Linked DNA regions of Mus musculus: regions 1 and 2 are each linked to region 3. A link is a contact called in public Hi-C data. All regions are on one chromosome and are shown on one strand. The core of a region is the stretch at or near the end of the contact, and the rest is flanking DNA. Distances in the headings are between cores, read along the strand shown. Region 1 overlaps Limch1 (LIM and calponin homology domains 1). Region 2 has its middle 41 kb from the start of Phox2b. Region 3 holds the start of Phox2b (paired-like homeobox 2b).

Region 1 (3,654 bases), core at 576-3,075, 55 kb before region 3:
AGCCCCAGATATGGCACCATTCCTCGAGGTGACCAGCCAGCAACCTGGTGGCAGGTTGACTACATTGGACCACTTCCTTCGTGGAAAGGACAGCGTTTTGTTCTTACTGGAGTAGATACTTATTCTGGTTATGGATTTGCCTTTCCTGCACGTAATGCCTCTGCTAAAACCACCATTCACGGACTGACAGAATGCCTCATCTATCGTCATGGTATTCCACACAGTATTGCTTCTGACCAAGGAACTCATTTCACAGCCAGAGAAGTACGACAGTGGGCTCACGATCATGGAATTCACTGGTCTTACCACATTCCCCATCATCCTGAAGCAGCTGGGCTGATAGAAAGATGGAATGGCCTTTTGAAGACGCAGTTACAGCGCCAATTAGGTGGTAACAGCTTGGAAGGCTGGGGCAGAGTTCTTCAGAAGGCAGTATATGCTTTGAATCAGCGCTCGATATATGGTACAGTTTCACCCATAGCCAGGATTCATGGGTCCAGGAATCAAGGGGTGGAAAACGGAATAGTTCCACTTACTATCACTCCTAGTGACCCTCTAGGAAAATTTTTGCTTCCTGTCCCCATAACTCTAGGTTCTGCTGGCTTAGAAGTTTTGGCTCCAGAGAGGGGAGTGCTCCTACCAGGAGCTACAACAAACATTTCATTGAACTGGAAGCTCAGACTTCCCCCTGGTCATTTTGGGCTTCTAATGCCCTTAAACCAACAGGCTAAAAAAGGAATAACAGTGTTAGGAGGGGTGATAGATCCAGATTACCATGGGGAAATTGGATTACCTCTTCACAATGGTGGTAAGCAAGATTATGTCTGGAGTGCAGGAGATCCCTTAGGGCGTCTCTTAGTACTACCATGTCCTGTGATTAAAGTCAATGGGAAACTACAACAGCCTAATCCAAGCAGGATGACAAAGGACGCAGACCCATCAGGAATGAAGGTATGGGTCAATCCTCCAGGAAAAGAGCCAAGACCTGCTGAGGTGCTGGCTGAAGGTGAAGGAAATACAGAATGGGTAGTAGAGGAAGGTAGTTATAAATACCAATTAAGGCCACGTAACCAGTTGCAGAAACGAGGATTATAAAGTAATATGAATGCCCATTGTAAATTTACTGCGTTTGCGATTGTACGAGGGATAGTTATATCATGTTAGGCGTATTTACAACCTTGTTATTGTTTCATGTGAACATGAGATATTATTTGTGTCAAGTTGACAAGGGGTGGATTGTAGTGGCTATTCCTGGTTGTCAACTTGACAATATTTGGAATGAACTACAATCCGGAATTGGAAGGCTCACCAGTGACCCTTATCTGGAGGCTTGGAGATCCTTATCTGGATCTTGGTTTGAAGATCTTGAGCCATAGTGGCTATGGATTCCAGAAGATTGAATCTCCGAGTTAAGGAACACACCTTTAATCTGGCTATGCCTTTCATCTGGGATTAAAGGTGTGGTGGAACACACCTTTAATCTGGGCTACACCTTTTGCTGGAGACAATATAAGGACATTGGAAGAAGGGAGTCTAGCTCGAGCCCTTGCTCCTTCGCCTGCTTGCTGCGTGAGACTGAGTAACTGCTAGATCCTTGGACTTCCATTCACAGCTGCGACTGAACAATTGTTGGGAATTGGGCTGCCGACTGTAAGTCATCAATAAATTCCTTTACTATCTAGAGACTATCCATAAGTTCTGTGACTCTAGAGAACCCTGACTAATACACTTGGTAAAGCTAAATCTTCGTGTCATTAGGACTTCCTTAAACATGAGACACGTCGTATGTTGAGTCATCTCAGCATGCCCCAGACACAGCAGATTCAGCACCACGTGATGACCTGTCACCTTCAGCTTGCTGGCAGTGTATGGCTCTGCTTAATTCTGTATCCACTGTCAGTTCGATGGTTCTCATTTTATTAATGGTTTATTTAAAAATCCATGTTGCCATTTTTGCATGCGGCTGCCTGTGGCGCGAGCCAAGGCTCTCATTTCTCATTGTACTCACTGTGCCTCCCCCCGCCCCCCGCCCCAGGTCTATAAGCGGGAAGAAACTGTGCTCCTCCTGCGGGCTCACTTTGGGTAAAGGTGCTGCGATGATCATCGAGACCCTGAATCTCTACTTTCACATTCAGTGTTTCAGGGTATGTACACAGTGCTCTCTGCTCTAAGCTGATGTCAGGATTCCGGTCTTGTCCTGCGCAGAGAAATCTCTCCTGTAACCTTACATCCTCTCCCCTCGCATAGTAGACAGATGTGTAGGTCAAGTCCAGCTTTAAAGATGCAGCTCTCTGACCCTGAGTCCCTCTGGGAGGAAAAAAAAATCCTCCTAGAAGAAGAAAACCACATCTGTGCAGTTTGTCTTTCCAGATACTTTCTGTTGCTAAAAGCAGACATTGTAACAAGAAGTTGCAACTGGATGCTGGAAGACAATGGGGCTTCTGAGCCTTGTAGGCCTTAAGGCTTTATCTAAAGCATCTTTGTTGTTCTTGCAGTCGTATGATTTTTATGTGATGGGGTTTCAGACATTGCCCTAATAGAATATATTCCACCCAGTAAGTGGCCATGGCTAGCTGTCAGATTTCAGTTCTCACACTGAGCCTGTCTGAGACCTTGGAATGATGGCTCCATCTGAGAAGCCCAGGGCTCATCTGCCCTGTATTAAGTCTGTTGGCTCGCCCCTGTTGTTCCTTGGTGTGTTTTGTTTTGTTTGAAAAAAGGTCTCACCATGTAGCCCAGGCTGGCCTCAATCCCCTTGAAGTCCTTCTGCCTTAGTCTCCTGGTGCTGAGGTCACTACCGTGTGCCAACATGCCAGCTCTCCTGCTATAGGCAGGCTGTTACACTTGGTTTACTGTCAGGTGAATGAATCATAAATCCGTATATCCCAGCCTCTCTTCCTACTCATGAGCACCTTTCAAGTGAATATCATTGATTTTTGAAGCCAAACTGTCTATTTCTGGATCTGGGTCATCATTTTCTCTGCATGATGCAGATACATTTTTTTAATTAGAATTTCTATTCTCTTTCTCATTGGTAGCTCCCTTGGCTATGACATCAACTTGTATGAGATTGAAATAACTCACTCTGTCCCTAATCTAAGCAACAGTCAATGAAATTCACAAATCAGACAAAACAGAGTGAAATACAGTTTCTACCATTTGCCAAATGTATTCCTGTGGCCCAGCTAGTCTTTTTTTAAAATGTATTTATTTACATTCCAGATGTTGTCTCCCCTCTTCCCAGACCCCTCCAAGAGTTCTTCACACCATCCCCACTCCCTTTTGCCTCCAAGAGGGTGCTTCCTCACTCACCTCCATCACCCACCGACCCTCCCCATCTCACCCCCCAACTTCCCCCTTCCCTGGAGCATCAAGTCTCTACAGAATCAGACACATCCTCTCTCACTGAGACCAGACAAGGCAGTCCTCTGCTACCTATGTGCCAGGGGCCATGGACCAGCCCATGTATGATCTTTGACTGGTGGCTCAGTCTCTGGGAGCTAGTCTCAGAGCATGACTTAGAGGCTGGTCTGGTCCCTCTGGAAGGGGCTGGCACCTAGCTGAATGCCACCTCTCCCCTAGTACCACCTTCTCTGTGGCAAATGCCTCCCTCCTACATTTCCCTTCTGCTCTCAAACCACTCGGCTAATAAGG
Region 2 (3,724 bases), core at 433-2,932, 41 kb after region 3:
ATACTATTTTTAGAAATAAGTTTTTACTGAGACCAGGAACAGGATTATGGACAGTGAACAAGGCAGGAAAAAGTCCTGACTTGGGAGGGCTAAGGTGAAGTTCGAGGACACTGCCAGGCAAAAGACTGCTCCTCCGTTATACTACGACAGAGTAACATCTGACACCATCACACAATGGATTTAAAGTGGAAGACACTTGAAATAACAGGACAAACGAGAAGGAACTGGAAATCGCTCTGGCGTGGATTTCTGTGATGTGTCTTGGGAATGAGGCTTTGTGTTTTGAGATTAAAATGCTCATGATACCGATCTCTCTGCCCTTCTCTCAACAAGCAAAACAACAGGGCTTCCTGATAGGCTTAGTACCAAGATTTTCCTGTATGATCGGCCAACGGGCATCATAAATGTGTTCTCTAGAGGTATAGCTCTCATCATTAAACATTCACCCAGCTACAACATACACTCATATATTATTATTTTTCTTTCTTTAAACACCTTCTTTACCTGAATTATTCAAACAGGTTTTTGTTTTGTTTTGTTTTTTCAAAAATTCTGTGAAACCTTTCAGCATGGGCCCATTTCCTCTCACCGACTGGGCCCATTGTACTATACAATATCCTACTGTGCATGTACAACCCCAAACCAGGCTATTTTTATCGCACCCAGCTCACGCTGCTTCGAGCATTGTAATTAAATTAAACAAATAACCAATGGCTAACGGGCAGCAGGGAGCCATTCATTCGGTGCAGTAGAGCAGATTGTCTGTAGACTGAGCCTCAATCTTTTTGTTAGCACAGCCCTTTTGGGTTTCTACCACTTAATGTTATTAAGGAACCTCCCTCGGTCCACCTGCCTTGGACTGGCCGGGCTTCCCTGGCCCAGGAAGTATTTAGGTTTCCAATTATGTGTCCCCAGATACATCTGCTCTGCCTTAACTGTTTGTTCTTGCCCATCAGGAAACGTAATGTTTTGATCCATTGTGCTTTTCCTTTGTAGTAATTTCTTATTCAGGCTTCCAGTTCAGGGTTTCCTGATTTTAGTGTCAGGCACGCATGCCATCTGTGTGTGTTAGGGCATGCTAATGTCCTTATCTTGGCTTCCTATCATCTTTTCCTGATCCCGGGAATGGACGGAGCCCTTGTGTCTAATAAGTCATTTGCCTCAGCAGGTCCCAAATGACCAAGAGATGTGAGGCTGGGAGAGATTAGCATGGTAATCTCATTCTGATGGATAAAATTAGCAAAGCTATCCCCCACAAATGGAGAGCTGCCATTGGCGAACGGCTGCGCTTAGAATCAATTACTAAATTACTTTGAGCTCTAAGTTGACATTAACAGAAAAAAATTGCCATCGACCAAAGGGAAATAAGATAAAGAATATTCGATCATTAAATCTCTCGCTACCATTCACGACTGTGACTCACAGGAATGATACACAAAACAGGGCGGAATTTAATTTTTAACAGTGCCCCCTGTCAACATTTCATCCCAAGCTTCCCTGTGGCCTGGGAGTCTGCCCCGGCCTTTCCCATTTATTTGCAATGGAAGGAGAAAGAGAGTCAGGGAGGGGAGCGAAAAGGCTGCGTCAGCCTGCATTTCCAGCTAGCTCACCAGTCAAACAGAACTGGCAGGGTGCTTTCCGGGGCCCCAGAGACAGCGGAATGACACCAGTGAAAGCCTGGTGTCATTCCCGATGCCCTCTCCTGACCCTCCTCAACAATAACAGGCCAAGCTGTCTCTTTCCTCAGTGTGCGCTCAGTCGGTCTGCCAGTGATGCGATGCCTGTAATAGTTTCTTCAGACCACCGATGAAATTCTCAAGCTTTTCCCGGAAGATGCCTAACATGCGCGGCATTGCTAATTAACATGAACATTCCATATTTTTTTAAAAGGTCTTCTTTTATTCAGAAACGAATCCTTGTCTTCATAGAGAAATAGTTATAGTGATGGCACAAGGGGGGAAATTATGTAAAGGAAGAAGCTTTAAAATAGTTGGGTTTTTGTTGTTTGTTTTTTCTAAGCCAGGGCTCAGGGAATCCCAGTGGCATAGTAATTGTTAATATTATTAGCACAGTATACATATCAGCTGTCTAGATATTATGAGGACTTGAATTCAATCTCTGTTGGGGGAGTCAGGGTCAACATCATTAGCTATAGATCTTGTCTGGGTTTCCATATACATGCCTTAGGGCACATGTCTGCCAGCTACATCTCTATAGATGCTATAACCATAGGGACGGACATGGGGCCCATCATACGCATCAGGAACAGACAACAAGCTTTTGTTTATCTGAAGGTTTACTGGAATTAACTGATTAGTGTCAACTTGACACAATAACTTTTGTCTACAACACAGTAGATCATTTTGATAGCTTTATTGATGGAGTGTGTTGTCTAATGTAAATTGTAGGGGAAGTTGAATTTAGATAAAGTCTGGAATGTTTTTTTTTTTCCCTTAAGCACGAACTGCAAAAGCTGTTTGTAAATGCACCCTTGACAAGACACCCTCTGCAGTCTTATGGATGTTACGATAGCAATTGTGATATTAATATTAATAATTATGAGGCAGAGTGGTAATTGAAACGCATGCAGTTCAGTGGCTGGCAAATGCATCTTTAAGAGGACACAGTTTGTGCTCTTACAGATATTGCAACCAAATTGTGATATTAATAACAACGATTAGAAGGGAGATTTGTAAGCGAAATGTGAGCAATCCATTCTGAAATTAAACTCGGAACACAGACCATTAAAAGAGAATTAGAAAACGAGGCTGGGTTGTTTCGGGTGACAGAGCTTTTCTGGTAAAAACTGCTCGCGAAAGTGGCAGAGACACGAAATGAGAGCAAGTGGGAGTTTATACATGTACACAGAATTTTTAAATAACTGCAAATAAAGCACATGCAGGAGCCAAGTTCTAATTTGGGAGAAATTAAAAAATGATCCTGAGTTTTGAGGGCTTGCAGATGAGACACGAGCAACGCATCCATCCAGAGAGGCTGTGTGCACAGTGGATCGGGGGTTACTCAATCACTGAGTAACTAGCCAAAGTGTTACTGGGGAGCTAAAAACCTCTACATCAAACAGGTTCTAGAAACGATTCACCATTTACAATCTTTTCTGACTGCTCAATGAACTGAAATAAACAGTTGCAACTTTCTGAATCTAAATTCTAGAAAAAGAAATGATCTTCTGCTTCTGTCACAGGGGAATGACAGAATTTAATCTCTGAAAGAGGAAACTCAGTGAGCGACTGGCAGGTAAGAAATCTCGTAAAAGAATAAAATCCATGACTCAGACGTTTGACAAAGGGTGTTGTTTAACCCTAAAATCACTTCCTGCTATAAGGAGATAAGTCGTTTATTGTTTGTTTTTTATCCAAAAGACATGTTTTAAAGAAACAAGATCACTTTGAAACTCAGTGACATTATTTGTCCTGGTATTTTTTATCTCAGAATATTTCCCATATCACCCTGGTTTTAGAAAAGTATTTTCTATTGTACCAATGAGAATATACTACACATGTGTATGTTTATTATATGTGGGGTTTTTTTTTTTTGAGATGGAGACTTGATATGTAGCATGAACTGGCTTTGAACTTCTGATCCTCTTGTCTTAGGATTCTGAGTACTTTTGTTTGCATGCATGAGTGTGTGTGTGTGTGTGTGTGTGTGTGTGTGTGTGTGTGTGTGTGTGTGTGTGTTCCTAGCTCCCCTACAACTACACTCC
Region 3 (3,658 bases), core at 1,131-3,630:
CACACACTTCGCTGTATGAATGGACCATTGAGACACTACAGAGCAGAGTCCGACAAGTCTGCCCTTCTCGCTGCTACTGCCTTTGCTGAGAAACTTTCCTAGGACCCAAACGAAAGTGCCAAAGAAATGACACCGTAAGGGACAAGTACAAAGATAGCAGGAAGGCCCTAAAAGTGAAGCCTTTTTCTTTTTCTTTTTCTTTTTCTTTTTCTTTTTCTTTTTCTTTTTCTTTTTCTTTTTCTTTTTCTTTTTCTTTTTCTCTTTCTTTCTTTCGTTCTTTCTTTCTTTTTTTTTTTTTCCGTACTCTTAAACGGGCGTCTCACCTACTTCTAGGCTTCTCAGGTCTAATGGTGGAAGGAGGGTGCCTTTCGCTTTGGTGACACAACGGATCCACTGGCCATCCACAGAGGAACCTTCTTAGTGCTCACCGACCTTATACCCAGCTAGGGGGACCAGCTCCAGAAAGCACCTTTGCTCCCAATTGGTTAGCTATAGTAAGGTGCGGGTTTCTGACTCTAATGGAGTAACAACCCCTTCGTGAATCTATTTCAAGTCCTGGTTACTAGGAAATTACTCCTTGCGCCAGGGGCACTAGATTTTTTAAGGGCGCTTGAGTTAAGAGGCACTGTGGGCAAACGAATCACGCAATTAAGCTGACATAGATACAGGTAGAGGATGCAATCTTCCTCTCACGGGACACTTCTCTCCAAAAAAGCCTTGTTCGTTCAAACTCCCAAACCCCTGCTTTGGTGGGAAACACTGCAGTTGTGAATAAATTACCTAGAGTCTGTGTCCTAGCCCCCACCCCCCATCCCCGCTCGTGCGCATAACACTCCAAATCCCATTTCTGTGACGGGCCTGGGTCCCTTTGGAACCGTAAGCGTCAGCACCCACCCCCTCACTGCTGCTGCGGCACTCGGTCTCCCGTACCTGGACTCTCGCCTCGGTGAGGTCGATCTTCAGTGCTAGCTCTTCCCTGGTGTAGATGTCAGGGTAGTGCGTCTCAGCGAAGACCCTCTCCAACTCTTTGAGCTGCGCGCTTGTGAAGGTGGTGCGGATGCGCCGCTGCTTGCGTTTCTCGTTGAGGCCGCCGTGGTCGGTGAAGAGTTTGTATGGAACTAGAGGATGACAGAGGAGACTAGAGTGAGCAAAACAGTCAGGATGTGAAGGGCCACTGAACCAGAACGCGGGGACCAAGGTCAGATAGCCCGGGAGCCGCTACAGACACCAGGCACTTCTAGAAGGAGGTTTTAGTTACGGCGACCTGCCAAGAAAACCCAGCAAATTAGTATCATACAGAAACAGGGGCGCGAGTGTAACTTTGTGCCTGTTTTTGTGGCCCAAGTGCCTTTGGGTGAGATGAAATAGCAAGTTGGAGAGTGTTTGAGGCCCCAAATGGAGGATAGTTCATTCAGCAGGAAAACAGTCCAAAACCATCATTAGTTGGAATATCAGAAAGCCAGGAACGAAGTTAACCACTCACGCCCACTGTTGCAACTTTTCAATTCTCAGAACTTGATACCGCAAAGTTGGGGGATAGTGCTGTAAAGAAAACCAATAAATTCAAGAAATGATCATAAAAATGACCGGCCAAAGAGGTGTGAGCCGCTGTCGGTTCTTTTAAAAAAAGAGACACCGCCAGTAATGAGCTTTACTCTTTGTTATTTAATTATTTTCTAAGCTTTACGTCTCATCGCAAAGTAAATAAATTATGCCTATCATTTTGGCAGCTTAAGATAATTTTGTTGGCGGTTCGGGTGTGACTAGGATAGTGTAACCCTGTAAGTGAATTACCCCTCCCTGCAATCGCTTCTAACGTGATAAATTCTTTCATTTGTGTAAGCAAATTTCGTTTGGTAAATACTAAACACATTTCCATTTTCAAATGCAATCAAGGCTTCCTATATACGAGCGGAAAGGCAGCTTCTTCCGCTGAGAGAGCTAGCGGTCCTTACCTGCGGCGTACGGACTGCTCTGGTGGTCCCTGAGGGTGCCCAGGCTGCAGGATCCCGGCGTGAGGGACGGGCAACCGGACGTGGCCCCAAAAGTGGTCCTTATCGGGTTATACTGGAAGCCACTGGCCTGGCTGCAGGAACTGAAGTCTGCATATGCTGAAGCCAAGCTGGAGGTATCCATCCCGGCCATACAGGACTCGTAGGCAGAGGAATTGAGGTAAGAATATTCCATTTTATACATTGAAAAGGTTCTGGATGGCTCAGCCAAGTGGAAAAATGAAATAAAAGATGGATGTGGAGACGGTGGCTGGAGTGGGGAGATGTGCACTGCTCAACGCCTGCCTCCACACTGGCCTCCTTACTACCAGCCGAGCCTAGTTTTATGAAAAAGCCTCCTGTGAGATGCCTTGTCTGAGGTCTCTAGAGTATATAGTCCTCATAATAAACTTGGCTCTTTCCACTTGGACAATAGCAAAGCGGTTGGTCTTATTGCTGGCGCTTTTTACATGACAATAACTCATCCGTCTATTGGGCTGGCACTGGGGAACTGAGCTGTCCAACCTCCCTATCATTGATTCCTGCATCTCTAATTAGAATTTAATACCACACCATTACGCACCGAGCCCCTGATCCTCCCTTCTAACCAGCTCCTGCCCTTTAATTCAATCACGCTACTTGGAAATAATGAAAGTTGGGTGACGATTTTCCCTGATCCAATTTCCAAGAGCTTTTAAGCCTTTTTAACTGATCATATACCTTAGGCATAAATTGAGATAGTGTGTTTCCCCCCTTCTTCGTCCTTTTTTTTTTTTTTTTCTTGGTTAGGGAGAAGAAACCTTGATGTCATAGAAAACCTGTTTTGTAAGAGTGTTACACGCTCAATTTAACAACAAGCCTTCCCCCGAAGTGCATGAAATGCTATAAAGGACTGGGACATTGGCAAGACTCAGGCGCCCTGTAACATAGCGTAAGTGGGCCAAAGGGTTTTATGTGAACGATAAGAATAAGCGGATTTCTTTAAAATACACCTAGTCCAAGGGGTTGGAAAAAATAGCATCTTATCAATTGTGTTTCTCCTCGAAGCTTAATGTGCTTTCCAAAGACGTGGGCAGACAGCCCCTTTACAAGAGTAAAATAAACAACCGAGTAAAGCTCTCAAAGGTGAAACATCTGGATTTCCTACTGAACGTTTCTCTGCGCTTAGCAGTGCTGTGTCTGCCTGCGTTAGTTCAGATTTGCATCGGCGTGTATGAAACTTCCCGTGGTGGAGGTTCGTTTTAATCACTCGCTAGCTACCAAGCCCAGCACGAAATGTACCCAAATGGGGGTCTCCTTTTCCAGCCCTTTGCTCTCGCACTCTCTTTCGCGTCCCAATCCCCTCCAGACTTGGAGTTTCCCAAAGAGGATCGCTGCCTGTTTGCCCTTTAGGTTTTTGGACTTCACGGAGCAATTTAAGCAAACAAGGCAACGGCTCGAAGCAGCGCACTTTCCTAGTTCGATTCCTCGGGCTCTTGGGTCCTGGCAACAAGGCGCAGACAAAGAAGCCAGCCGTGATTTGTGGACCTCCTTGGCCCTATGATTTAAGCGGAGGGTAATTTTCATTTGGTTCGTTAGACTCTAGCAGAATAAAGGGAAATATTTCATTAAATCCTTCCTCTCGGTGGACAAGAGGGGGGAAATGCTTAGTTGAATCGCCGTGCGGT

Evidence for each region. Hi-C and Micro-C count contacts between places; a contact is called where the count stands out from the background.
Region 1: a Hi-C map of the N1E-115 cell line shows a contact between it and region 3, with 8 times the contacts expected there. The contact joins the enhancer-like site here to the promoter of Phox2b in region 3. A contact is called at or near these places in 4 of 39 promoter capture datasets (hippocampal neurons, liver, macrophages and 1 more), 1 of 15 datasets of contacts at CTCF or cohesin (stem cell-derived epiblast-like cells), 33 of 484 Hi-C or Micro-C datasets (the N1E-115 cell line, adipose-derived mesenchymal stem cells, cerebellum and 13 more), 5 of 115 datasets of contacts at active chromatin or transcription factors (embryonic fibroblasts, embryonic hindbrain, embryonic stem cells and 1 more) and 2 of 9 other capture datasets (adipose tissue and pancreatic islet).
Region 2: a Hi-C map of the N1E-115 cell line shows a contact between it and region 3, with 7 times the contacts expected there. The contact joins the enhancer-like site here to the promoter of Phox2b in region 3. A contact is called at or near these places in 3 of 39 promoter capture datasets (the HPC-7 cell line, hippocampal neurons and macrophages), 4 of 484 Hi-C or Micro-C datasets (the N1E-115 cell line, cerebellum and embryonic stem cells), 2 of 115 datasets of contacts at active chromatin or transcription factors (both in embryonic stem cells) and 2 of 9 other capture datasets (adipose tissue and liver).

What each region holds. Positions count from the first base shown.
Region 1 is chr5:67,042,311-67,045,964 of GRCm38.p6, forward strand. Limch1 (LIM and calponin homology domains 1) reads left to right here. Exons shown (of 26, transcript NM_001001980.3): 24 at 2,036-2,144. Among named protein-coding and RNA genes, the nearest start is that of Gm33040, 45 kb to the left of the region's middle. Within about 2 kb of position 1,826, at least 15 of the 459 cell types and tissues checked have an H3K27ac peak or open chromatin away from gene starts, as enhancers often do. A contact at or near this core is called in the N1E-115 cell line, where this site is marked.
Region 2 is chr5:67,138,134-67,141,857 of GRCm38.p6, forward strand. No RefSeq gene overlaps it. Among named protein-coding and RNA genes, the nearest start is that of Phox2b, 41 kb to the left of the region's middle. Within about 2 kb of position 1,683, at least 8 of the 459 cell types and tissues checked have an H3K27ac peak or open chromatin away from gene starts, as enhancers often do. A contact at or near this core is called in the N1E-115 cell line, where this site is marked.
Region 3 is chr5:67,096,746-67,100,403 of GRCm38.p6, forward strand. It overlaps Phox2b (paired-like homeobox 2b), which reads right to left and starts at 2,381. Exons shown (of 3, transcript NM_008888.3): 1 at 1,956-2,381; 2 at 931-1,118. The coding sequence starts at 2,196. It overlaps Gm33167 (predicted gene, 33167), which reads left to right and starts at 1,935. Exons shown (of 4, transcript NR_166599.1): 1 at 1,935-2,172.